3 separate regions of the Mus musculus genome follow, and all the other regions are linked to region 3. The links are chromatin contacts, called in public HiChIP or PLAC-seq and promoter capture Hi-C maps. All regions are on one chromosome and are shown on one strand. Each heading gives the region's core, a stretch centred on a gene start, on an enhancer-like site or on the middle of the called end of the contact. The rest is flanking DNA. Distances are from core to core; before and after follow the strand shown.

The links. Promoter capture Hi-C pulls out the DNA fragments that hold promoters and counts their contacts. HiChIP or PLAC-seq counts read pairs in DNA pulled down with a chosen protein or histone mark.
Region 1: a promoter capture Hi-C map of pre-B cells shows a contact between it and region 3, with 6 times the contacts expected there. The contact joins the promoter of Mpp5 here to the promoter of Syne2 in region 3. A contact is called at or near these places in 1 of 39 promoter capture datasets (pre-B cells) and 1 of 115 datasets of contacts at active chromatin or transcription factors (astrocytes).
Region 2: an H3K27ac HiChIP or PLAC-seq map of embryonic stem cells shows a contact between it and region 3, with 4 times the contacts expected there. The contact joins the promoter of Six4 here to the promoter of Syne2 in region 3. A contact is called at or near these places in 1 of 39 promoter capture datasets (cranial neural crest) and 1 of 115 datasets of contacts at active chromatin or transcription factors (embryonic stem cells).

Annotation. Positions count from the first base shown.
Region 1 is chr12:78,747,689-78,750,388 of GRCm38.p6, forward strand. It overlaps Mpp5 (membrane protein, palmitoylated 5 (MAGUK p55 subfamily member 5)), which reads left to right and starts at 1,259. Exons shown (of 15, transcript NM_019579.3): 1 at 1,259-1,418.
Region 2 is chr12:73,111,933-73,114,632 of GRCm38.p6, forward strand. It overlaps Six4 (sine oculis-related homeobox 4), which reads right to left and starts at 1,313. Exons shown (of 3, transcript NM_011382.3): 1 at 411-1,313. The coding sequence starts at 1,252. It also overlaps a transcript of Mnat1 not described here.
Region 3 is chr12:75,816,970-75,819,669 of GRCm38.p6, forward strand. Syne2 (spectrin repeat containing, nuclear envelope 2) reads left to right here and starts at 1,349. Exons shown (of 116, transcript NM_001005510.2): 1 at 1,349-1,509. It overlaps Gm40447 (collagen alpha-1(II) chain-like), which reads right to left and starts at 2,659. Exons shown (of 7, transcript XM_011244246.1): 1 at 2,528-2,659; 2 at 940-2,382. The coding sequence starts at 2,659. The coding sequence ends at 1,114.

The sequences.
Region 1 (2,700 bases), core at 9-2,508, 2.9 Mb after region 3:
GTGAAGATGAACTAAGCAGACAGTTCAGTTACATATATTTGGAAGTTGTCCGTCTGTACTCAAAGTCCACTGAGGTATGTTTGACAGAAGGAAAGAGGTCTTTAGTGGTATGTAAAAAAGTCCTGTCCTTGGCTCTGCCTTACTAACACCAATAAACAACGTTAAGTACTTAATAAAATGTCAGTAAGATTTGAATTTGATGATCCAGGAAGAGAAGGATTTCGCCCTCCCCCCACCCCCCAAAAAAAGTTGTGCTTACTTCAGAGGGCATAGTATTCCTTGGGGACACTAACAACCCATAAGAGGAAAAAGGTAGGTAGGAGCCTGGGTATATTGGGAATGGTGCTTAAAAACCACGGTGGGAGGAAATAAAGACATGATTAATTGCATATACGAAGGCACAGAGGGACAGTTGTCTACGACATGTGCCCCTGAGAAAACTCAACAGGCTGAAGCAATGGATTTAGGTCCAGCAGAAGAGGTTTCTACATAGAACATATTTCTGTTTGCTCCAAATCCAGTTCCTCGCGCACACTTTCATAGCACTTTCCGTGCCCACCCTTCCCAGATGGTGGCATAGGTGTGTCCTGACAGCATGGACTCGCGCTGGGACTAGCCTAAGTAACTCCCAATCCTCTCCGGAGAATTCTGTGACAACTGTGGCCTTTGACATCCTTCCTGGTTTTCAGAAAGGAGTCGTCTGTGGAATCAGGGAATTGTGTGGAACTTTATACACAACCAGGTGTTGGCGTCACGGTTGTTTTGAGCATTAGCATTTTTGATGTGCCTGACAGGACAACAGGGGTCTCTTCCAAGGGAATCGGATTTTTCTCAGGAGATGACCGCTTCCCAGGCCCCGTCGAGCCTTAGCGGCTTCCGAGTCCGTCTCAGGGAAGCACGGCGACCCCACACAGAGGCGAGGAGGTGGGCTGAGGCAGCGAAGCGACTCAGCGGTTAGAACGAACGCTTCGCAGTTCGAGGCGGGTGAGTGCGCGCGGCCGAGCCCCCGGGAGGCGGGGGGGGGGAAGAGCGGACCAATCAGCGGGCCCTCTCCCCACGCGCGCTCAGGATTGGACGATCCGTTCCAGCCTCTCTCCGGGCCGTGGGCGGGCCGCGCCAGGAACGGCCTGGGATAGGCGCGCCCGCTGCGCCAGCGTCCCAGGGGCGCGTGCGCGGTCTCGCGTCAGCCGCGGGGGCCGGTCTCGCGCGGCCTCGAGGAGGAGTTGCTGGCGACGGCGGCGACGGAGGAGGCTGGCGGTGAGGAGGGGGCGGGGACTGGAGACTCCGAGGTGGGAGGAATCGGGAGTTTCTGGATTCTTTATCCAGTGTTTTGAGGGCCGCCAGACGGAGGGCTGTTGCTTGGGCTGCGTTGAGGAGCGAGGGAGGGAGAGAGGATCGGCGGCCGCCGGGGCTTGGAGGTAAGGGGCGGACCCGCAGCGCCCGGGCTGTGGCGATCTTAATCAACAGGTTCCCGGGAGCGCGGCGGGGGAGGGGCGGCGGGGCTCGCACCCCCTCCCAGACCCGCCGCACCGCCAGGGTTCCCTGGGGAGAGCCCCAGGCTGAGCCGGGCGCCGCGGTGGCAGCCCAACCTTTGTCCCTCGGAGGGACGCTCCCCGCGCGATGCCGGTTGGTTCCCTGGGCCGGGGGGTGGGGGTGGGGGGGACGCACCTTGGCGCGGTGGCGGGCCACCCCGCCGGACTTGCCGGGGGCACGGCAGGGAGTCGTCTCGCTGCGCCCAGGCCCGGAGTTCGCGAGTCTCTGGGACTCTTCCCTCACCCCACCCCTGGCCGGATCGGGGAACCAGCCTGGGAAACACTTTCCCGTGGAAGACGGAATGCAGCCAGCGTTCCGGTGCCTGAGTCAGCCCCTGGTGTTCTGCTACTCATTGCGTTCTGCGGATAAACAGTTCCTGCTTCCTTGTGACCACTGCTAAAGAGTAGTGCGTTCTCAGAACTTAGACGGAGATTGTCCGGTGAACTTTGAAGCCTGTAAATGCTTGGTAGAGCTACTTTCAATGAATGCCGCTCGGAACGATCCTTATTGTAAATTACGTAACTGACTAAGGATAGCTCTCTCCTTCTGTCCAGCTGACTGACACACAGTAATGTGTGTGGAATTTAGATTCGGCCGAAAAGTTTTCCATGACACTTTACTCTAAAATGAATGCAGCACCTACGAGGGTTTTTACTTAGTGTGTTGTGTCTAATTTAGAGTTTCAAGAGTTTAAATTCTGAAAGCCAGTGTAGCAAGAATTCTAAAGTTTTGATTTAGCGGATAAGGTGGAAGGTATTTCTGGTTTTAATAAGGCACTGTAATGTTTTAATGATACTATTCTAATTATCCTTTTAAATTATGCCAGAAATTAATAACTTGTTAACTTTTGCAACAGTAACAAATTATGTGGTGTGCTGGTGTCTTTGAAGTATAGGTATTGGTGGGAATGAACACTATCCTTTCTTGACGAGCTGTTTCTATAGTATTTCTGTGGACACGATTTCTTGTTTTAAAGATCATTCTAAACTGTAATAGCAGGCTTACATTAAAATTTAAAGAGCTTTATAAGTAAAAAAGACAAAGATATCAAAAGAGATTCATAATCTTTTTTTTTGGGGGGGGGGCGTCGAGAAAGGGTTTCTCTGTATAGCCCTGGCTGTCCTGGAACTCACTTTGTAGACCAGGCTGGCCTCGAACTCAGAAATC
Region 2 (2,700 bases), core at 63-2,562, 2.7 Mb before region 3:
CAGCCCCTGCGGGCCCAGAGCTGCCGTGAGAGCAGCCTTGCCGGCAGCGTGCGCACACATTCCCTAAAAGAACCAAGGCGAGAGTGGCAACTTCAAAGGCAGCAGGATGGGGGTGGGAAGCCGGGCAGCAGTGACCAGCCGAGGTGGGGGCGGGGACTGGACCTAAGAGGGCGACCAGAAACTTCTGGGGGCAGGAGGGGGAGGGTTAGGAGGGAGGATCCCCCGCCCGCTCGTTGCCACCGTCGTCCCCCCTACCACCCCGGTAGGGAAGCGAGGTGGGGGGCGGGGAGAGGTGGGCAGCCGGACCAGGCTGGTGGGGAAGGTAAGCGCCATGTTTTCGAGCGCTAGGAGGAAAAGAAAGCTGGGAAAGGGTGGGGGGAGGAAGGGGGAGGAGGAAAGTTGGCGCTCACCTTTTGGACTGGGTCTCGGAGGGGTTTCGGTCACGCTGCCGCCGGTTCTTGAACCAGTTGCTGACCTGGGTGAGGGAGAGGCCGGTGATCTTGGCCAGGTGCCGCTTCTCAGCCGGCGAGGGGTAGCGATTCTGCTTGTAGAGCTCCTTGAGCGCGTTGCGCGACTTCTCCTTGAAACAATACACCGTCTCCTCGCCGTCCCAGATGGTGCGGGGCAAGGGGAATTTCCTGCGCAGCCGGTACTTGTCCACGGCGCCCAGCGGCCGGCCGCGCGCTCGCTCGGCCTCGGTGTAGCGCGCCTTGTACCAGAGCTGCTGCAGCAGCGGATGGTTGGCCGACTCGAAGCTGTGGCTCTCGAGGATGCTGTACAACTCAGGGTAGATGCCCTGGTGGAAGGCCACGAGCGCTCGCGCCTTCAGAAGGCTCTCGTTGCCACGTAGCAGATCGCTCTGGGGCAGGGACCAAAGAAACCGGGCCAGGCGGTCCAGGTTGCCCCCCTGCTGCAACGCCTCGCACACGCAGGCGACATGGTCCGGCGAGAAGGCCAGTGGGGGCTGCGCGGCGGCTGCGTGCTGGTGCCTGCCCAGAAGTTCCGAGTGGAGTTGTACCTGATCTGCCGCTCCCGCCGCCGCTGCCCCTTCCTCCCGGCTTACCCTGGAGGCAGCCGCGGCGTCCCCCGGCTCCAGGGGGAAAGGAGCTGGAGCCGGGGGGCTCAGCCCAGCCGCCGCGCCCCCCGCCACTTCTCGGTGCGCCTCCTGTCCTTCCGAGGCGCTTTCCATCCCATTCTCCTGCTTGATGTCCGCCGCACTTGCAATCTGCCCGGTGGGGGAGGAAGAGGACATTTTTTGTTGTTTATTTTCCTCCCTCCCTCACTCCCTCGCACTCTTTTCCTCTTTCTTTCCCCCTCTCTTACTCCTCCTTCTTCGCCTCCCTCCCCCTCCCCCCTCCGGAAAGCCCACTCCCTCCCTCCCGGTTTCGGCTGGATCTGGCCGATCAGGTTTCCCCCAGGCCACGCAGTCACCATTAAGATAGCTGCTAGAGCAAAGTAGTGTAAACGGATAGCTGCTTTCTGCCGTTCCCCCAACGTGACTCCTCCGGTTGCTGCATACTATATGGCACTGGCCGCCCGGCCGGCCCGGCCGAGCCACCCCATTGGCTATTTCGCATTCAGTGGGAGGAGGAGACACCGTTTCTATCCCTGTCGATCACCCGCCTCCCACTCCACCCCTTGCCTTTCCCTCTCTCCCTGACCCCCAGGCACCTTTACCTGCCGGAAAACACCGACATTCTTTTCTGGCCAAGCTTCTGAATGGGCAGTTATTTAGTGTGGCCTGAAAATTGGACAGCTCTTTCAAAGAAAGGCCCAGTGATTCCCAAGGGAATACTAATCGCGTGACCTTAAAGTCTGGACAGCTAAAATTTTAACAAAGAGACCACCCTCAGTATGTAGATAACAAAACTTCAGAGACTAATTCCGAAGCTCCCCAGCACCTCCTCCCCCCACCCCCCAAACTAAGGGATGTCTTTATTAAGGATGTGTATTCAAGAGTCAAGAACAGCACTAAGGAATGCTCTGATAGAGAAGCATTGGTAGTAATGAAAATTCCGGAGGGGGAGATCTTGAAAAACCTTGAAATGAGCAGTGTGTGTAGCCCACCGAGATGACAAAGGCAAGAAGCATTAAAAAAAAAAAAAGGCAGAAACCCTGAGATGGACCTAATACAAATAAGCATATAGAAAATAAACCTGGATGTTTATACTGGGTAAGTAGTATAGAAGAGAGCTAAATTATAATGGACTAGGGCATAAATCTATTTACCATAGTAGAAACATTCAAAATGTGGATACCATCAGCACCCCCCTACACACACACACACACACACACACACACACACACATACACACACACACACACACACACACACACACGATGTGGTGCTGGAATGGATAAATAGTTTCTCTTTGAAGGTGATAGATAGGTCTGGGAAGAACACCATCTCTATATGCGGGTCTATTGGAAGAGATCCGGACAGAATCAGCAACCCTTGCTAGGATTGCTCCGCCAGGGTTGAGGCTGAAGGGAGGAGGTGCAATGTGGCTATCTTCAGTTGGGATTCTGTCCTTCATGGTTTGCATGAGGTCTTAGCTCAGAGAGGGATGGTGAGCCTGTCTCTGGCTACTGTGGGCCAGTTGAATTTGTTTGCATATGCTTCTTCTCAAACTCTTAACAGCTAAATGTCCTCCCCCTAACCTTTACTTCAGGGTGGCCTTGTAGTGTTTCTGCTTCCCA
Region 3 (2,700 bases), core at 99-2,598:
TCTATATATTTATTTTGAAATATATATATTTGAAAAAATATTTTTTGAGAAAGTCTTTTGTACCCCATCGTGGTCTCAGACTTGCTATGTGGCTGAGGCAAGCCTTGATTTCCCAATCCTCCTGTCCCCACCTCCTGAGTGTTGGATTACAAGTGGGCACCATCACTTCATGTTTATATGAAGTGCTGAGGATCAAAGCTAGGCAAGCAGGCTACCCACTGAACCACACCTCGAGCTCCGCCCACCAAGCCATTACGGGATGCATAGCAAATAGTCTAAGAACTTGGAAGGTCAGAGTGAACCTAGAATACAAGAAATGCCATGCAGATATAGTACGGCGAAAAAAGACAATAAAGCATGTATTTTCACAGTTTACTTGTGTCACCTCAATACTCGCAGAGAGGAGAGTGTGGATAGAATTAAAACCTACGTTTCCCGGAAACATGGATTAGCTGAACCCACTGTCGTCAAACTTTTAATCTTCGACCCTTACCATTTAATTTGGGCCATCAGTAGCGCACTAAGCAATCCAGATAAGATTCTGCAGCTACACAATATGCATGAGGCGGGACTTGCATGAAGTTAAATTTGATTGCGATAGAAACTCAGGCCACTGCCTCTTTGTGATTTAACAGTGAAGTGATGCGTTGGTGTCTGACTTCAAGAGTCTTAATACTATAACAGCGACTCGAAACGCGAGTGGGAGTCAGGTGATGTCATCCTGAGTTCACAGGATTGAGTAATTTGCTGGAAAATCCAACTGACACCTACAGGACAGATTCCCAGGGACCCACTTTCTCCTGAATGTCGTTGTTTGAGGCGGCTCTCCTCAGCCCATCCTGCAGGCTGGCACGCGCGGGGCGGGGGGGGGGGGGACAGGGAAATAGGGTGGGGGGTGTCACTTATCTGCATTGTTAAATAAGCACCTCCTTATCTTACCTCCGTAGGTGAGGTCGAGGTCTGGGCTTCCTGACACTCTTAAGAAGCCGATGAAAAGTCCATGTTTCTCTAAGGCTCCACCTGGGTTCAAGGACCGGATCGCGGTCGGCTCGCTGATTTGTAGATCTAGGCATCCACCCACCGTGAAGAAGTGAAACCCGCCTGAAAAGTGTTCTAGGAGAGTCGGCCTCCCCTTTGTCTCCAGCTGCGGGTAGGCACGGAGGCGGAGGCTCGTGAACCTGCGTTCGGAGTTAGTTCCTCACTCCCGCCACCTGCAAGGGTCTGTAAGGCGGAGGGAAAGTTGCGGTGGCCGCAGGGAGGCGGCTCCGCCCCCAGTGCGCTGCTCCGGGCGGCGGCGAGCGCGGGACTGGGCGGGCCGGGAGGGCGCGGGGCGTGGTCTGTAGCCTCCAGTCCAGAGCGGAGCGCGCTCGGCTGCGCCGCAAGCCTTCGGCCGCACGGAAGAGCGAGCGGGAGAGCGATCGAGGGGCGCCATCGAGGCAGCGAGGCGAGGGGGGCGCGGAGTAGGTCGGGTCGAACTCCGGCCCTCGCCTCCCGGCCGGGCAGACAACGGTGAGCGCAGCCGCGGGGGGCTCCGCGCCCTAAAGCGCCCTGCGAGAGCGGGAGGGCGGGGAAGAGGCGGGCACGAGCCCTGCGGAGTCCCCAGAGCCCAGCGGGGAGCCCGGGGGGCCCACGGGAGTCTCTGGATGCCCGGCTCCCAGCTGGGCCGTGGGAAACTTCACCCGGGAGGGGACAGCGGGGCGCGCGGGGCGCTGTAAACTTAGCGGCGGGCGGGGCACCCTGGGGATCGCGGCGAGCGCCAGCGATTGGCGTTGGTGTCCCGGGCTTCTTTGTGTCACCTCCGGGCCCGGCCCGCGGGTGCACCCAGCTCGGCCCCGGGACTCCCCACTGTCCCCCTATCCCGGTCCAGGCGGGCGCGCTCGGCTGATTGTTTGCATTCCTCGCGTCACGCCTGGGCGGGAAAGATTTCGAACCGGGTGTTAGAACACTGAAGCCGCGGCGCAGAGATTGCAAAACCACGGGCGGCGGGAGGCTAGCCCCGGGGACCGGAGAACCTGCAGCCGGGGCGCACACTGTGGACAGGACGCGGGACCCTTGCGTTGGAAGAGAAGAGGCGGGCGCGGCGGCCCTGAGTCTCGGCGGGCGGAGAGGGGGCGCTGGGACCGCGGGGATTATAATTCCATTTTGATCGCTTGCGGTCTTTGTTGTCTGTACAATTGCCTTTAGGGTCTGACGGTAGCACCTGGTCCTCCTTACGGTCTCTCTCTTGAGGTCTGAAAAGATGCCCAGTGTGGGAGGGGGCCCGTGGATTGCATCCAGGGCTGCTGGCCACAGGAGCCGCTGCCTGAGATGGAGGTGGAGAAGTCCAGTGTAACACTTGCCTTTGTGGACGCGCCTTATTTCCGAAAGTTGTTTTCCCCTCCCCTAGTGGAAGGGAGCGTCGGGACGGAGTGGCAGCAGGCGCGGTTGTGCACAGGCACCATGTAGTAGCTCGAGGCAAACCGGGGAGGCTCTCAGTAACCGTGGGACTTAACAAATGTTTGAAAAGTTTTATTTGAAGCAACTCCACCTGCTTCCCTAAAAGTTTCCATCCCCCAAAGCTCTTGCTGGAGGTAATTCTGTGGCTGAGCTCGAATGTTCGGGTGGGGGCACAGTTAAGCAGACCTGGCCTCCTCGCAGCTCCCGTTCCAGTAAACGCCATCATGGGAGAAGGAGCATTCGGTTTTTATGGCCTAGGATTTT